Linked DNA regions of Mus musculus: regions 2, 3, 4 and 5 are each linked to region 1. Evidence: chromatin contacts called from public Hi-C and HiChIP or PLAC-seq data. All regions are on one chromosome and are shown on one strand. Each heading gives the region's core, a stretch centred on a gene start, on an enhancer-like site or on the middle of the called end of the contact. The rest is flanking DNA. Distances are from core to core; before and after follow the strand shown.

The links. A called contact is a pair of places that touch in the nucleus more often than the background predicts. HiChIP or PLAC-seq counts read pairs in DNA pulled down with a chosen protein or histone mark.
Region 2: a contact with region 1 is called in a Hi-C map of Sertoli cells, with 2.8 times the contacts expected there. The contact joins the enhancer-like site here to the promoter of Tshz2 in region 1. A contact is called at or near these places in 2 of 39 promoter capture datasets (embryonic stem cells and liver), 2 of 484 Hi-C or Micro-C datasets (Sertoli cells and cerebral cortex), 5 of 115 datasets of contacts at active chromatin or transcription factors (cardiomyocytes, embryonic forebrain, embryonic hindbrain and 2 more) and 1 of 9 other capture datasets (adipose tissue).
Region 3: a contact with region 1 is called in an H3K4me3 HiChIP or PLAC-seq map of neural progenitor cells, with 21 read pairs. The contact joins the enhancer-like site here to the promoter of Tshz2 in region 1. A contact is called at or near these places in 5 of 39 promoter capture datasets (embryonic stem cells, frontonasal cranial neural crest, liver and 2 more), 9 of 484 Hi-C or Micro-C datasets (cortical neurons, embryonic stem cells, liver and 4 more), 8 of 115 datasets of contacts at active chromatin or transcription factors (embryonic forebrain, embryonic hindbrain, embryonic limb bud and 5 more) and 3 of 9 other capture datasets (adipose tissue, liver and pancreatic islet).
Region 4: a contact with region 1 is called in a Hi-C map of the N1E-115 cell line, with 3 times the contacts expected there. The contact joins the enhancer-like site here to the promoter of Tshz2 in region 1. A contact is called at or near these places in 5 of 39 promoter capture datasets (embryonic stem cells, epiblast stem cells, liver and 2 more), 8 of 484 Hi-C or Micro-C datasets (the N1E-115 cell line, embryonic fibroblasts, nephron progenitors and 2 more), 3 of 115 datasets of contacts at active chromatin or transcription factors (craniofacial prominence, embryonic stem cells and pancreatic cancer cells) and 1 of 9 other capture datasets (adipose tissue).
Region 5: an H3K4me3 HiChIP or PLAC-seq map of neural progenitor cells shows a contact between it and region 1, with 30 read pairs. The contact joins the enhancer-like site here to the promoter of Tshz2 in region 1. A contact is called at or near these places in 5 of 39 promoter capture datasets (embryonic stem cells, liver, second pharyngeal arch cranial neural crest and 1 more), 9 of 484 Hi-C or Micro-C datasets (liver, muscle stem cells, nephron progenitors and 2 more), 9 of 115 datasets of contacts at active chromatin or transcription factors (embryonic basal ganglia, embryonic hindbrain, fetal liver and 6 more) and 3 of 9 other capture datasets (adipose tissue, liver and pancreatic islet).

The regions. Positions count from the first base shown.
Region 1 is chr2:169,631,234-169,633,771 of GRCm38.p6, reverse strand. Tshz2 (teashirt zinc finger family member 2) reads right to left here and starts at 1,263. Exons shown (of 2, transcript NM_080455.3): 1 at 1-1,263. The coding sequence starts at 32.
Region 2 is chr2:169,872,618-169,875,155 of GRCm38.p6, reverse strand. All of the region lies in intron 1 of Tshz2 (teashirt zinc finger family member 2), which reads right to left. Among named protein-coding and RNA genes, the nearest start is that of AY702102, 89 kb to the left of the region's middle. Within about 2 kb of position 1,260, at least 13 of the 459 cell types and tissues checked have an H3K27ac peak or open chromatin away from gene starts, as enhancers often do. A contact at or near this core is called in Sertoli cells, where this site is marked.
Region 3 is chr2:169,813,662-169,816,199 of GRCm38.p6, reverse strand. All of the region lies in intron 1 of Tshz2 (teashirt zinc finger family member 2), which reads right to left. Among named protein-coding and RNA genes, the nearest start is that of Gm34344, 150 kb to the right of the region's middle. Within about 2 kb of position 1,274, at least 21 of the 459 cell types and tissues checked have an H3K27ac peak or open chromatin away from gene starts, as enhancers often do. A contact at or near this core is called in neural progenitor cells and stem cell-derived neural progenitor cells, where this site is marked.
Region 4 is chr2:169,480,994-169,483,531 of GRCm38.p6, reverse strand. All of the region lies in intron 1 of Gm34112 (a long non-coding RNA gene), which reads left to right. Gm14249 (predicted gene 14249) reads right to left here. Exons shown (of 7, transcript NR_166520.1): 3 at 1,056-1,126; 4 at 224-246. Among named protein-coding and RNA genes, the nearest start is that of Gm34112, 13 kb to the left of the region's middle. Within about 2 kb of position 1,266, at least 18 of the 459 cell types and tissues checked have an H3K27ac peak or open chromatin away from gene starts, as enhancers often do. A contact at or near this core is called in the N1E-115 cell line and adipose tissue, where this site is marked.
Region 5 is chr2:169,789,351-169,791,888 of GRCm38.p6, reverse strand. All of the region lies in intron 1 of Tshz2 (teashirt zinc finger family member 2), which reads right to left. Among named protein-coding and RNA genes, the nearest start is that of Gm34344, 120 kb to the right of the region's middle. Within about 2 kb of position 1,273, at least 160 of the 459 cell types and tissues checked have an H3K27ac peak or open chromatin away from gene starts, as enhancers often do. A contact at or near this core is called in adipose tissue, embryonic basal ganglia, fibro-adipogenic progenitors and 9 more, where this site is marked.

The sequences.
Region 1 (2,538 bases), core at 14-2,513:
CGCTTGGGTGCCTGCTGTTTCCTCCTTGGCATCGCTCTACTTAGCTCCAGTCTCACTTCTGGCGCCCCAGCCCCGAGCCGCGCGCGGGGGCCGCAGTCTCGCTCGTCTTTCTGTGGCTCCTAGGACGTCACTCGGCCTCTGTCCCCCTGAAGATCCCCCTGCCAGCGCTCCAGCGCGGGGCCGGAGACCCCCTCTCTGGGTGGCAGATATGTGGCTCGCGCCTGCTGCTTGCAAGTGGAGGTTGGTTCTGCCTTGTTTGTTTGTTTGGTTTTTTTTCCCCCTCTCTTTTTGTTTTGCTTTTGGATTTTTTTCTTTTTTTGGTTTTGCTTTTTGCTGTTTTTTTGGTGACTGGTGAGACACTTGATTTCTTTATTAAACATCCAAGACGGGGTTCAGATGGCAGGGATGAGGGGCGCACACGCGCCACGCGCACACTCGCGCTTAAAGATAAGGGGGGAAACAATCCCGGGAAGACAGTGGATTTCTTCTTTTTCTTCTTCCTTCTCTTTCCCTCCTCCTCTTCTTCCTCCTCTTCCTCCACCTCCTCTTCCTTTACCACCTCCTCCTTCTCCTCCTTCTCCTTCTCCTCCTTCTCCTCCTCCTCCTCCTCCTCTTCCTCCTCCTCTTCCTCTTCTTCCTCCTCCTCCTCTTCCCTGATCTTGATGGCGGATTCGCGCTGGGGAGAGATCACTCACTGTAGGTTTGTTGTTGCTGTCAGATCCCCGTCTGTGAGTGATATGCGAGAGGACAGGAGCGGGTTTGGGAAAGACAGAAAATCTGGAATTCACTCACACACACACACACACACACACACACACACACACACACACACACACACACACCACACATACGCACACGCACGCTCGCTCTCACACACAAGCACTCTCGCTTACACACACACACACACACACACACACACTTACACTCACACTCCCCACATATGCTCTCTCTTACACACACACACACACACACACACACACACACACACACACACACACACACTCACACACACACAAGACAGGGCGAGGCGATGCCAGCAAACATCGATCCCGGCTGAACAAACTGAACATTAACAAACTCCTCCTCTTCTCCCTGCGACCTGATGACAGGGAGAAATTTACTCCCCAGCCGCAGAGCGCCAGGCAGAGGGAGTCTATTAAAGGGACAGTGTCCCGCCTGGGAGAGGAGCTGGAGAAAGAGGACCCAGCCGGCTTGGCTGCAGCCCTGGAGGCACCCACCTCCTCCTCACTGGGGCAGTGGAGTGTCCGCCTGTCTAGATGCCCCTCCAAGAGGAAGAAAAGGGGGAGTGGGAAGGAAGGGGGCGGGGCTCTGGCAGAGTTGGAGACAGTTAGAGTTGGAGATTAGAAGGGGACAATCTAGGTTTGCTTGGGAGACAGATTAGGGGGATGGGACTATATCCAGTCTCAACCTGTTCTCCAGCAAATAACCTCCTCTCACTATGTAAGTTCACATTGCTTTAACTTCCACCTTCTTGGAGTATTGGGATTTTTTTTTAAACTTCTGCTTCCTGGGCAGACTAATTACATAACCTTCATTGTGTTTCCTTCCAATGCTGATATTTATTGAGCACCTATGGTGCACCTGTTATACAGTCACCACAGTGACAGAGAGTGGGGAAGTCCAGATTGTGGCTGTTATCAAGGGTGAGAGGAACAACATCTGAAACAACTTGCCCCCTGGTGGTGTTCAGTCACTTCCCAGAGGTCTACCTTGCTGAAAATTTGATGTCCACCTTTCTCTATTTGCTTTCTCCGCTGGGCTCATCAAGGAAGGTGGATGCTGTGCACAGCTCGCTCTTTGGGTAATTGCCTCAGATCTCACTAGAGTATAAGTTCTTAGGGAGTTGTGCCCTCGTTTATCGTATTCTATCTCCCAATGGTGCCAAACAGAAAACATAGAGCTCCACCCCCAATAGTGCAATAAATGAAGAGGAAGCAGGGCATGCTGGGAGTACAACTTCAGAGTGGCCCGGATTGGTTAAAACTGAGTGTTGTTTTGGGGCTGAAAGAGGAGTCCATTCTGGAGAGTCTATTGTAGCTGAACCCGGTCTCCCTGGGTACCACTGCACACGGGGAGGTAGGTACCTTTCAGCACGTGTGAACAGGATGACCCTGTCCTGAAGACGCTTTCCTTCCTTCCAGTTGGGTAGAAAGTCAATGACAAGTGGGAAGGCAGCGGAAGGAGGTAGAGCTAGGAGCCTAATGAACCTGATACTGGGCATTGAACTCAGGGCACCGTACATACTGGGCAGGCAAGACATCATACATGCTGGACAGGCAAGGCACAATGCATGCTGGGTAGGCAAGGCATAATGCATGCTGGGTAGGCAAGGCATCATACATGCTGGGTAGGCAAGGCATCATACATGCTGGGCAGGCAGTCTATCACTAAACTATGTTTCTGATCCTCTTCATTTTTTTCTTAAATGTTGAGACAGAGGTCTTGCTAAGTTATTCAGGCTGACCTTGAACTCATTCTTAGATAGGTCTTCAAACTTGGGATCTTCTGGTCTCAGGC
Region 2 (2,538 bases), core at 11-2,510, 240 kb before region 1:
GGCACCAGCCTAGGGTCAGGCACCAGCCTTGGACCAGGCACCAGCCTTGGGCCAGGCACCAGCCTAGGGCCAGGCACCAGCCTAGGGCCAGGCAGGCCGGGTCCAATCTGTCATATGTTTTTCCTGTGATCCTAGGGAATGTACCGATATTTTCAAAGATCTTCACCACTAACAGGGGAACAATAATAAGATCTAGTTTGTAAGGTGGTCAGGGTATCTGATCCCAGAAAGTTCATAAAACACTCAGATTGTAGTAGTCCTTCATCCTCTGAGCTCCACAGTAGACACCATAAGCAGCAGGAAGAATCTTAGGCTTCAACGTGACCTACACGTTGCAGCTAAAGTCAGTTTTCACCTACGTTTTCTGTAATTTTGAAATCTTCTCCGAAAGCAGCAAAACCCATGTGGTATTTGCATTTGCTACGAGACAGCTTTGTTATCACGTATATCTGAGAAGGTAGAGCCTCCTCCAAGGTGGGGCTTCGTATTCAACATGGAGTCATTTGTATTAGGCGCTGGAGGGATGTGTGCAGGGAGCCTCTGTAGTTGAAGGGACACTTAAGCACAGAACAGCATATTACATCATCTCTGCCATCCTTGAGAAGAAATAACTCGGCCCACTATCCACAAGAAAAAGGTCTCTGCTCGAAGCCTCAGGCTTCGCGTCAGGAGAGGTGACAATCGCTTGAAGCAGAAGAGGTTTCTGAGGAATTAAAAAAAAAAAAACACTTTATATTCCGCTACCTCAGGTTTCCGGCCAGTGTGTATTATTATGGTATGTATCTTAGTGACAATTTAAAAAAAGCAGAGTGAGAAAATATCCACGGAGAAGGGAAGCTAGTTCAGAAGCTTTCTGGTAACTCCAGTTTTGAAATCATTATGCTTAGAATACCCTCACCATAGAGACGGCCATCAATCAGGGACCGGGAGAGCGGGGAGAGATGAGAAACAAAACCGAGGTGAAGCAGTCACAGCAGGATTGATGCTTCCTCATTCAATGGAGAGGCAGAGGTTTTGACTGTGGAGTCTAACAACTGTTTGCAGGGAAATAGCATTACTTATCTTCTCTGCGTTCTCTCCCACACGGCTCTATAAATGCACATGCGTGCACACACAGCCATCACGCTTTTCAAGAAGGGAAGGAGTCTATCTCTTTTGTGCCAAGGAAAGGAACACCGACTCATTGTCCAGAATGACCTTTAGAAAGAGTGGGAGTGAGCGCACCATCTGTACTTCTTCGGGCTTTTCCCAGTTTACTTGAAATAACGTTCGCCCAGCACACCGCAGAATGTGAGGGTGACCCTCTTCCCTCCTGCCTGGCTTGAAGTCAAACAGCTCTTCTCTTCTTCTCTTGGCAAACGCCGCTTCTTTCTCTGAAATATTTCATGCAGATAATGGATAATGATCACTTCTCGTTGCCTTTTCTCGAAAACGTCTAACTGCATTAGCCAAGAACGGACCAACTTTAACCCACGTCTTTTGCTAAGTTCGTGGCTGTGACCACTTCCCATTAAGGAAAGAAAGAAAAGGAGAAGAAAGTCCGCCGTTGCCTCTCAGAAGCTAAATTGGTGTTGTCAGGGAACCGGCAGGTTCTCGTGTTTCGGGTGAAGAGTATTTGCTGTCTCTTGAGTCAGAGAAGTCCAGGGTGGAAAGTTGTTCCGTGGAGCAATGCCAAGTCGGGAGACAGGAAAGAGTGCGCTGGTCCTGGGAATTCTTTCATGCCATCATGCTTGATGCTGAGAGGGGACCTTCCACCCCTTCCTTTCTATGTTGCATGCAGTCTTCACCGCGACCAGCCCACCAACACAGAATTCCTCCCCACAGCACCCGCTTGGAAACCTAGCTACACGCCTATCGTTGAGCGTGCGTACGGTTGACTGTGAGGGGAGAGCATCAGCTTCAGGCTCTCAGGACCTGCTCTCCCTCTTGCATCAATTCTCAAGAAGACAGTTAGCAGAGACTCGAGCATCTTCACTGTGTGGGCACTCAGCATCCCGGATGCTTGTTTCCTGACTTAAAACGGTCCTGATGTTTAGGTTCTGTGGGGCACCAACCTACACATAAGACCGTTGGTGTAAAGTCTTTAATGTGTGGCACATCATTTGGTCTTCACAATAGCTCTATCTGCCTTTTAGTTTCCTTTTAGTACGGATGATGAAACAGAATCTAGGGGATGCTAATAGCATCCTCCGGGTTACAAGGCTGGGCAGGAGATTGAGTCTGTACCTGCTGGATTCTAGGTTCTATGTTGGGGTCCTTCCTGTATCTCCCTCTCTGGACCTAATCCATCCCTCCTGGTTGTTTTCTCCCCAGATCTTTCTGTTGCCGATACAGTTTGTATGTGCACCTGTGTGGTTGCAGGCACAAGCGTATGTGCCTATGGCGGGTGGGCAATGGCAACGTTAGGCATCGTCTTCTGTTTCTCTCTATCTTTATGAAGTTATTTTCTGGCGGTTGATATCTCTAGATGACCTGTAGCTCCAGGGGCCAGGTGTGTCCCCAACACACTCTCAGCACCCCTAGCCTGGAGTCATCTTT
Region 3 (2,538 bases), core at 25-2,524, 180 kb before region 1:
AGGAGATAATGGCAGCTGAGGGGTCCCATGTAGTTAGAAGCAAAAGCCAACATTCCTGAAGCTATAAACCCAGCAGTGTGCGGAGACATGAAACAGTGGAATGAATGCTAAATTCCCATTTCACAGATGAGCAAGTAGAGACTCAGAGAGGGAGAGAGAATGCCAGGGCAAGATGGGCAAGTAGCCACTTCTACACTGGGTGCACAGGGACACTATCTGGGGATCACGGTATGGAAGGGCACTAGTCTTCATTTTCATTTCCTTCAAAATCACAGAAGTGGAGCCTGCAAAAGCAGCTGCTTACACATAAAGCACCAATTAATTTTTCCTTATACTGGTATCACTATAAAACCCCTTATCTCTTTGTCCCTCTCTGTCTGTCTTCTATATTTATCTATCTAACTAATCATAGACAGGGTCTTATGTAGTCCAAGCTGGCTACAAAGTCCCTATGTAGCCAAGAATGGCTTTGAACTTTGGCTCCTCCTGCCTCAGTTTTCTGTGTGCTGTGAAGACAGGCGTGTGCCAACATACTTAGTTTATGTAGTGCTGTGGATTGAACCACTCTTCATGTATTCTAGGCTAAGCAGTCTAACGTCTGAGCCATATCCCTGGCATCATCGTCATCATCACCATCACCATCACCATCAGCCCATCACCCACCTGCCAATTGTCTCACAGAAGTCAAAATGCTGCCCTAAGAGACCTGAGCATCATGTAGAAGAGAATTGAACACCATGCTTAAAGCCTTGCCCAAAAGTGATCAGAGGACCAGTTTCACATCTGGGAGCTCCTGGGAGCTGTGGAATCTCAGGGTACAGCAGGCTTGCTGCTGCGCAAGTCCTTTTGTCTTAATGACATCTCCAGGTGATTCAATTGCATGCTAAAATCTGGGCTGTCCTTGTCTGAAACACTGGCTACCAGGCGACACTAAACCCTGCCATTCACTTAAACCACAACAGTGTTAAGCTACGCTGGCCCCCAGAGTTGCCTGGGCTAACAAAAACCCCTGTTCTCCACACTGGGCTGGGGCAACCCGGGTCCCTCTGCGAGGCAGGGCACACAGGCCCCGGGAGCATAAGTGGAGAAATGTGCTCCTAGGTAAAACAGTGTTGGGGATAGCAATGTTAAGCTGTGGGTACTCTGTTAGCCTTGACTTACGCCTGAGAGACGCTTAGTGAGTTTGCACGGGTCATGGCCACCTACTACAGTAATCAAAGCTGAACGGAAGACGCTGGGCCTGAGAGGAAGCGCTCTGCCAAGTTCTGCGTGGGCTTTTCACTATTATAATGATGTTCCCTAGCAACCCCCAATTAAGAAGTCCCCAGAAACCTTCCCACCAGACCCTGCACTGGGGACTGGGGGAAATGAGTCCAGTCAACTCCTTCCCAGAGGGATCTGTGGCTGTTCCTTTGACACCAGCTGCTTAGTGGCATCCGGTGGCTTTTTAAGTGAAGGCAAGGAGCTACTGCAGTCTGGGGGGGGGTCGTTGAAGCCTTTTGGGGAGCAATTGATGATTAGAGGGGGGAAGGTGAATGAAGGAAAGAGAGAGGAAAGAGAGACCAGAGACCCAAATAGAAAAGCTCATAGATGCCACATGAGTTAATAAACAGATGGCCCACCTGTTACCAGAAGCCAGCGAATCAAAGATCAGCAGGAGGCTGGCTCTCTGTCTAGCAAATGTTGACTCTCTAGAGCAAAGGCTGTGTGAAGCTTTCTCTGTCTCTCTCTGTCTGTCTCTGTCTTTGTCTGTCTGTCCCTGTCTGTCTGTCTGTCTCTCTTCTCTCTCTTTCTGTCTCTGTGTCTCTCGGTATCTCTCTCTGCCTCTGCCTCTGTCTCTGCTTCCTAGATGCAGATGAGACGAAGTGGAAGCCCTCAGCCTCCTTGCGTCTGCTACCACACCTTCCCAGCCGTGATGGACTCAGTCCCGGGATCATAACCAAGTGAGCTCTTCTTCCTCAGTTTCCGCTGGTCACAGTGTTCTGTCACTGTCGTGGAGAGCACTTAACACAGCACCAGGTGCCTGAACTGACCTTAAGAGACAGTAAACCCAAGGATCTGTCATGTGACTCAAGGATCTGTCATGTGACCCAAGGATCTGTCATGTGACTCAAGTTTCATCAGGACTCATCGTGAGTGGTGAGTGAAAACGATCCGCCATGAGAGTCTGGAACCCTTATTATATGTTATACTAGATACATTATAATATATAGTTATATTATATATTACATAAAAAGGAGGGAGTTGGGGACCCCAGACTTATGAGCAGTTGGCAGCAGAGGTTGGAGCTCAAAAGTTCTTCCCTGGGCTTCAGTGCCGCACTGGCACTGGCCTGTCATATATACCTACACGCCTGGTCTGCCTGTTTATGCATTATTGTTTTACAGTCCTCACAAGCGCTCTAGAAGTGTCCATTGCTTCGTAGAACCGAGCAATCCTCTATCGTGGATGCCTGCAAGGCTTTACTGACTGTCTTGAAAGCCATTCACGGCTGCCTCTGCCTAGGCTGTGATGGGGAAGGCAGAGACTACGGCAGCA
Region 4 (2,538 bases), core at 17-2,516, 150 kb after region 1:
TAGCTTACTTCTCTCATTTGACATAAGAACTTGAATCAACTACAAATAAAATACAGATATATGTAAGTAAGAACACAAACAATGGCATGGGGGAGGATTTCCCTGGATCCTGCCAGTAGACATTTGGGAGTCAACAGAAGAGATGGCTCCACCTCTGCGTTTCTCTTTCTCAACACTCCGATAATCACAGGCGTCTTACCAACACATGGCTATCAAGTGTTACCTTTAGCTGGCCTCCTCGTTATCCTGAAAGAAGAAGAAAGGGAAGAGTCAATGTGAGGAACAGAGCAGTGGGCAGCCTCTACCCCAAATCTCACGAGAGAAATTAACTCCGAGAGCGTCTGAGATGGTTGGGTTCTGTCTCACATCTGGGAGCCCACAGCCATTCCAGCCTTGGCAGCTGCCTCTTCTACAGCACCCCTCATTAAGCAGGAGATGAAACATGCAAAGACACGGTACATGGACGTAGGGATCACACACAGCCTTTCTCCTCCATTTTGGAGTTCTTTCTTAGTGATAATGATGTGGATTATCTTGAAGCTGACCCACTCAATAAAATGCTTTGGGGAACTCATTGTCTATCATACCTCTAGAAATTTTTGATAGAAGATTCTGGGCCAGGGCCTGGAGGGATGGTCAAGCTATAAAGAGCATAGTCTATTCTTCTAGAGAACTGAAATGTCACCCCCAGGTCTCACATCAGGTGGTCTGCAAACACCTGTGATTCAAACAGGAAGGTCTCTGATGCCCCTGGGCCTCCACAGACATTCACTGTGTGTTGTGTGCATATATACACAGAGACATGCATACCTACACATAAATAAAAACAATAAAATAAATACATCTAAAAAAATAGCTTGCCCTATCTGTTTGTAAAGTATACAACGATAAGAGAAATAGGATCCTGGCTGTGACATTTCTGGAGGTCAACCCTGCTTGCCTTCCCATGTCAGGGGTTCTAGTCTGGTAATAGAGTCCATATACAGCACACATCAGGTTTCAGAGAAGCCCCTAGGACACCTTCGAGGGTAACCACTGTTAGCAGTAACACATACCTCTTTCAGTTCAGCAGTGTTGTCTTCGGGCTCTGGACTCCTTGGCTTCCTCACCCTCTGGCCTGTTTGCCCTGTGGAAGGTTCAAGTTCTCATCACAGATAACGAGGAAATGAGATTACGATGTTAGCTTTCTCTAGAGATAACAGCAGTCCAGGTCATAAAACTACCATATGGCAGTTTTGGCAGGCTCTGCCGAGTACCATGGACTAATTATCACATAGACAGACTCTGGTCCCCATTTGCCAGCGCCTCCGGGCCCCCTGTGGCAGGGCTTGGCAACCTGGCGGGGGTGAGAGGCTGTATTGTGTTTGGCAGGGACATGATGTGACCTTACTGTGGCCATTTCTATCATCTCTTAACATTTTGCTCGTGATTAAGCTTATCATTTCAAATAAACACAAAATGTCAGGTCTCTGGGTCTGCTTAACATAGAGAGCCAAAATAGACCTCTGTTTGATTTAAAGGGGGTCCGGGCCAAGAGAGCAATCTGATCAGTTCCCCCATCTGACTTTTATTAGAGCGATGGAAGAACGGGGGTGGGGGGGAGGGCAGCATCCTCGTTCCAATTGGATGGCTGCCACCAGCCAAACCCACTGTGCACAACCCACGACTCTTCGAAGACCTCTGGCTTAGTGACTCAGAGCAGTGGTCCTGGGTTGACCTTCCTGCTTGGTACCTGTGAGCCCTGAGTTACGTCAGTTGTGCTTTCTTTTTTCTGCATCAGGGAAGGGAAAGCATCCCTGGGACCATCCTGAAGAAATGCTCCCCGATAAGATGAGATTAAGGGCTTGTCAAAGTCCTCCTGGCCAGGTTTCCAGTCAGCACTGTCCTTCAGCAGACCTCTGGCTGTGCTCTGGTACTAGACACAGTCTATGGGAATGCCCGACCCCAGCCCCAGCAAGCATTGGCTCTTCTGGAAGGCACTGATGGGTAAAGAAATGGTCAAGGGAAGGAGATCTGTGAGGGTTCAACTGCAGAGGAGATGTGGTCATCTGGGTTTCCCACCAGAGCAGCTGGATACCTTCCCTCTCCTTCCTCCAGCCTTGCCTCTGGTTTGTGATTGCAGCATGCAGGATGGAATGAGTCAGTAGTCCACAGCCACAGATTCTAGGCAACTGTGGGGCTTAACTCAGAGCAGAAGTCAAAGTCTCCTCTTTCCTCCAAGCCCATTTATTGCTAGATTTATTTAATAAACATGAAAATGCCTGGCCTGCTTCCGGTCCACTCACCAGCTCGCCACAGAGACGCTTCTCTCCCCAGCTCGCTCTTTCTCAGTCCTCAAGCCAAATGTTCACGTTGCATTTCGAACAAGCTGCAGTCCTGGCCCTGCCTCTTCCTGAATTTTCTTATATTCCCTGACAGAGCAAGCCTCTTTCTCACTCCACTCAAATATCATTTCCTACTTAGCATTTACTTATTTATGTCCAAGGGGGTCCTTCCTCAGAAGATAAGCCAGAGACCCTGGTCACATGCCCCCAAAAG
Region 5 (2,538 bases), core at 24-2,523, 160 kb before region 1:
GGCCAGATGCTCATCCCAGACTTACAAACACTCACAAAGGCCTTACTGCGCAATGACTCTTTGGCTAAGAGCAGAGGCCCCAGAACTAAACAGCCTGACTTTGAAGCCCAACCTGGCCACAGAGGACACCTTGCGGTTTGGAACTGCACAGCCCTGAATATCAGTGCCACCTGCTAAAAGTAAAGAAGCCAGCCATCTGAGAATGGTAGTGAAGGTTAAACTGAGACACAGAAGAGTTGGCAAGATGGTTTATAGGGTAAAGGCGCTTGCAGCCAAGCCTGATGACCTGAGATCAAATCCCCAGTGCCTACTTTGTATACTGAATGTTGTTTTCTAACCTCTATAAGTGTGCTCACACACACACACAAACACACACACACACACACACATGCACGCACATACAAACACATACACACACACACTGTAATGTAAAAACAATAAGATAAAAAGAAGTTACTTAAAATAGCACAAAGTTAGCACTAGAGAGTAACTTGTTTTTATCGCTTTGATACCATCCATGGGGGCAGGAGAAGGGAAGTTTCCCATTTCGGGAAGAAAAAAGAAACAACAAAAAAACCTGATAAGCCAGGAGTCTGTTTCCTGGTCCCTGGAGCCATTTGGTGGTAGAGATGGTGCCAAAAGGAGAGATGCACTTAGAAGATATACTTGGGCACTTTCCGAGTGCGCTTCTGCAAACAGGATGCTGTAAATGTCTCCTTGGGGGACGAGCCTGCCAGCAGGTCTCGGTTTCCACTTGTGATTTACAGAGTCCTTTCCTCTAGTTCAGATAGGTTTTCCTGCCTGCCCTCTGTGCAGATCTTACTTCAAGTCCAGCCCCATCCAGTACAGAACGTGTCTCCCCACCCTCAGGCGAGGGATGCATAGCAGGAGTATCAAAGAGGTTTCCTGTTCCAGTTTCCTCCTTGGCACCCCTGCCAGGCGGAAATCTCTTAAGGCCTTACTTAGCATGCACCGGCAAGAGCTGAGCCAGGGCAAGCGGCACAGCTACTGGCACTGGCTCCTCCTATCCGCCCTCCCTCCCTTTCTCTCCGCCCCTTTGCTTTCTCCCTTCTCCCAGGTTTCCGCTGACAGTAAGTGCACTCGGGTTACACACAGCTTTCTTTGGAAAGCCCCCTTTTTAATGATCTGGCAGCCCAGGAAAAAAAAAAAAAGAAAGAAAGAAAGAAAAAAAATTCAATCGCTCTTCCCACAGCTTCCGCAAGCCCCAGTGATAAATGACACCTGTCATTCTGTCACAGACAAGCAGCACAGACTGAGATGTCAGTGATGTATGGCTCACTAGAACAGGAAATCAACTTTTCTCCCCCCAAAGGGGGAAAAAATCTAAAAGAGCTGACCAGAACATTGTCAGGAATCAGTTTTGCCTCCCAGACAGATGGGAAAGGAGACGGGAAAAGTTTGAACTTAGGAAAGGAAAAAAAAAAATCAGATCAAAACAAGAGGAATAGTGTCTGGAGAGAAGCTGGCATCCAGTGGGCCACACCGTGTGCGGGCATGGCTGAGGTCTTTGTAGCACACAGGGCATGGACCAAGTGTTCACCTCTGTTGGCGCCTGAGGGAGGGAAGGGTGAATCTCACCCTGTGAGATTCTATTCTCCTTAGGAGTCTCACCGGGGTGGGGAGGGGTTGGGGTTGGGGGTGGGTTGGGGGCCTGGGGGGTGAGGGGTATGGGGGGGGAGAAGTGAGTCAAGTCAGAGATTTGTTTGCTAAGCACAAAGTAGCCAGTTTTACACAGCTCCCAAGGGAAGACAATAACATTCCCAATGGCTGCTCTCCCCGGTATTCCCACTTCACAGAGATTGTCACCTGAAGAACAGCAAGGTCTCATGCGATGACAGTCATGGGGAGGCGCAGGAATGGCTTCCCTACCTTTCTCCTCATTTTCCCACCCTCTTCTCATCCCATCATCCACACATGTTAAATTCAAAACCATCCATTATCAAGCTGTATCATTTCTATACACTCGAGGCTCTGACTGGAAAAGACAAACTCAGCCACATCTGACTGATACTGAACAGTTGGGCTTATACTTTTGTGCTAAACTCACAACAGAAAATTAAGACACAGACAAGTAGTTTATTCCTATGTGGGATGTCTAAGAATCGGTGTGTCATCACCTGGGATAGGGTAGGTGACATGTTGAGTAGGCACCCTGGTTTCCACCCACTGAGACCTGAAAGCACTTCACACCAGTGAGACCAAGAAAAAATTTCCCTGGGTGTCTCTGGACATCCACTGCGAAACAGTTGCCCCAATTGAGAACCCTTATCTTAAAAATCTGAAATCAAACAACCTAGAAAAGATTATGTTCCAGGGATGAGTTGAAGTTGGCATGCTAAGCAGTCTGATATAGAAAAATGCTCAAAGATTGTCCCAAAGATACACTAACTTTCCCAGGTTTTCACAAACATTTCTATTTAAGCTTTGTAACAACCAAAAAGTCCAGTTGCCATTTGTTTTGCATGTATCTTCTGTATAGATGGGACAGAACTGGATACCGCAGAGGGAAGTAGGCTT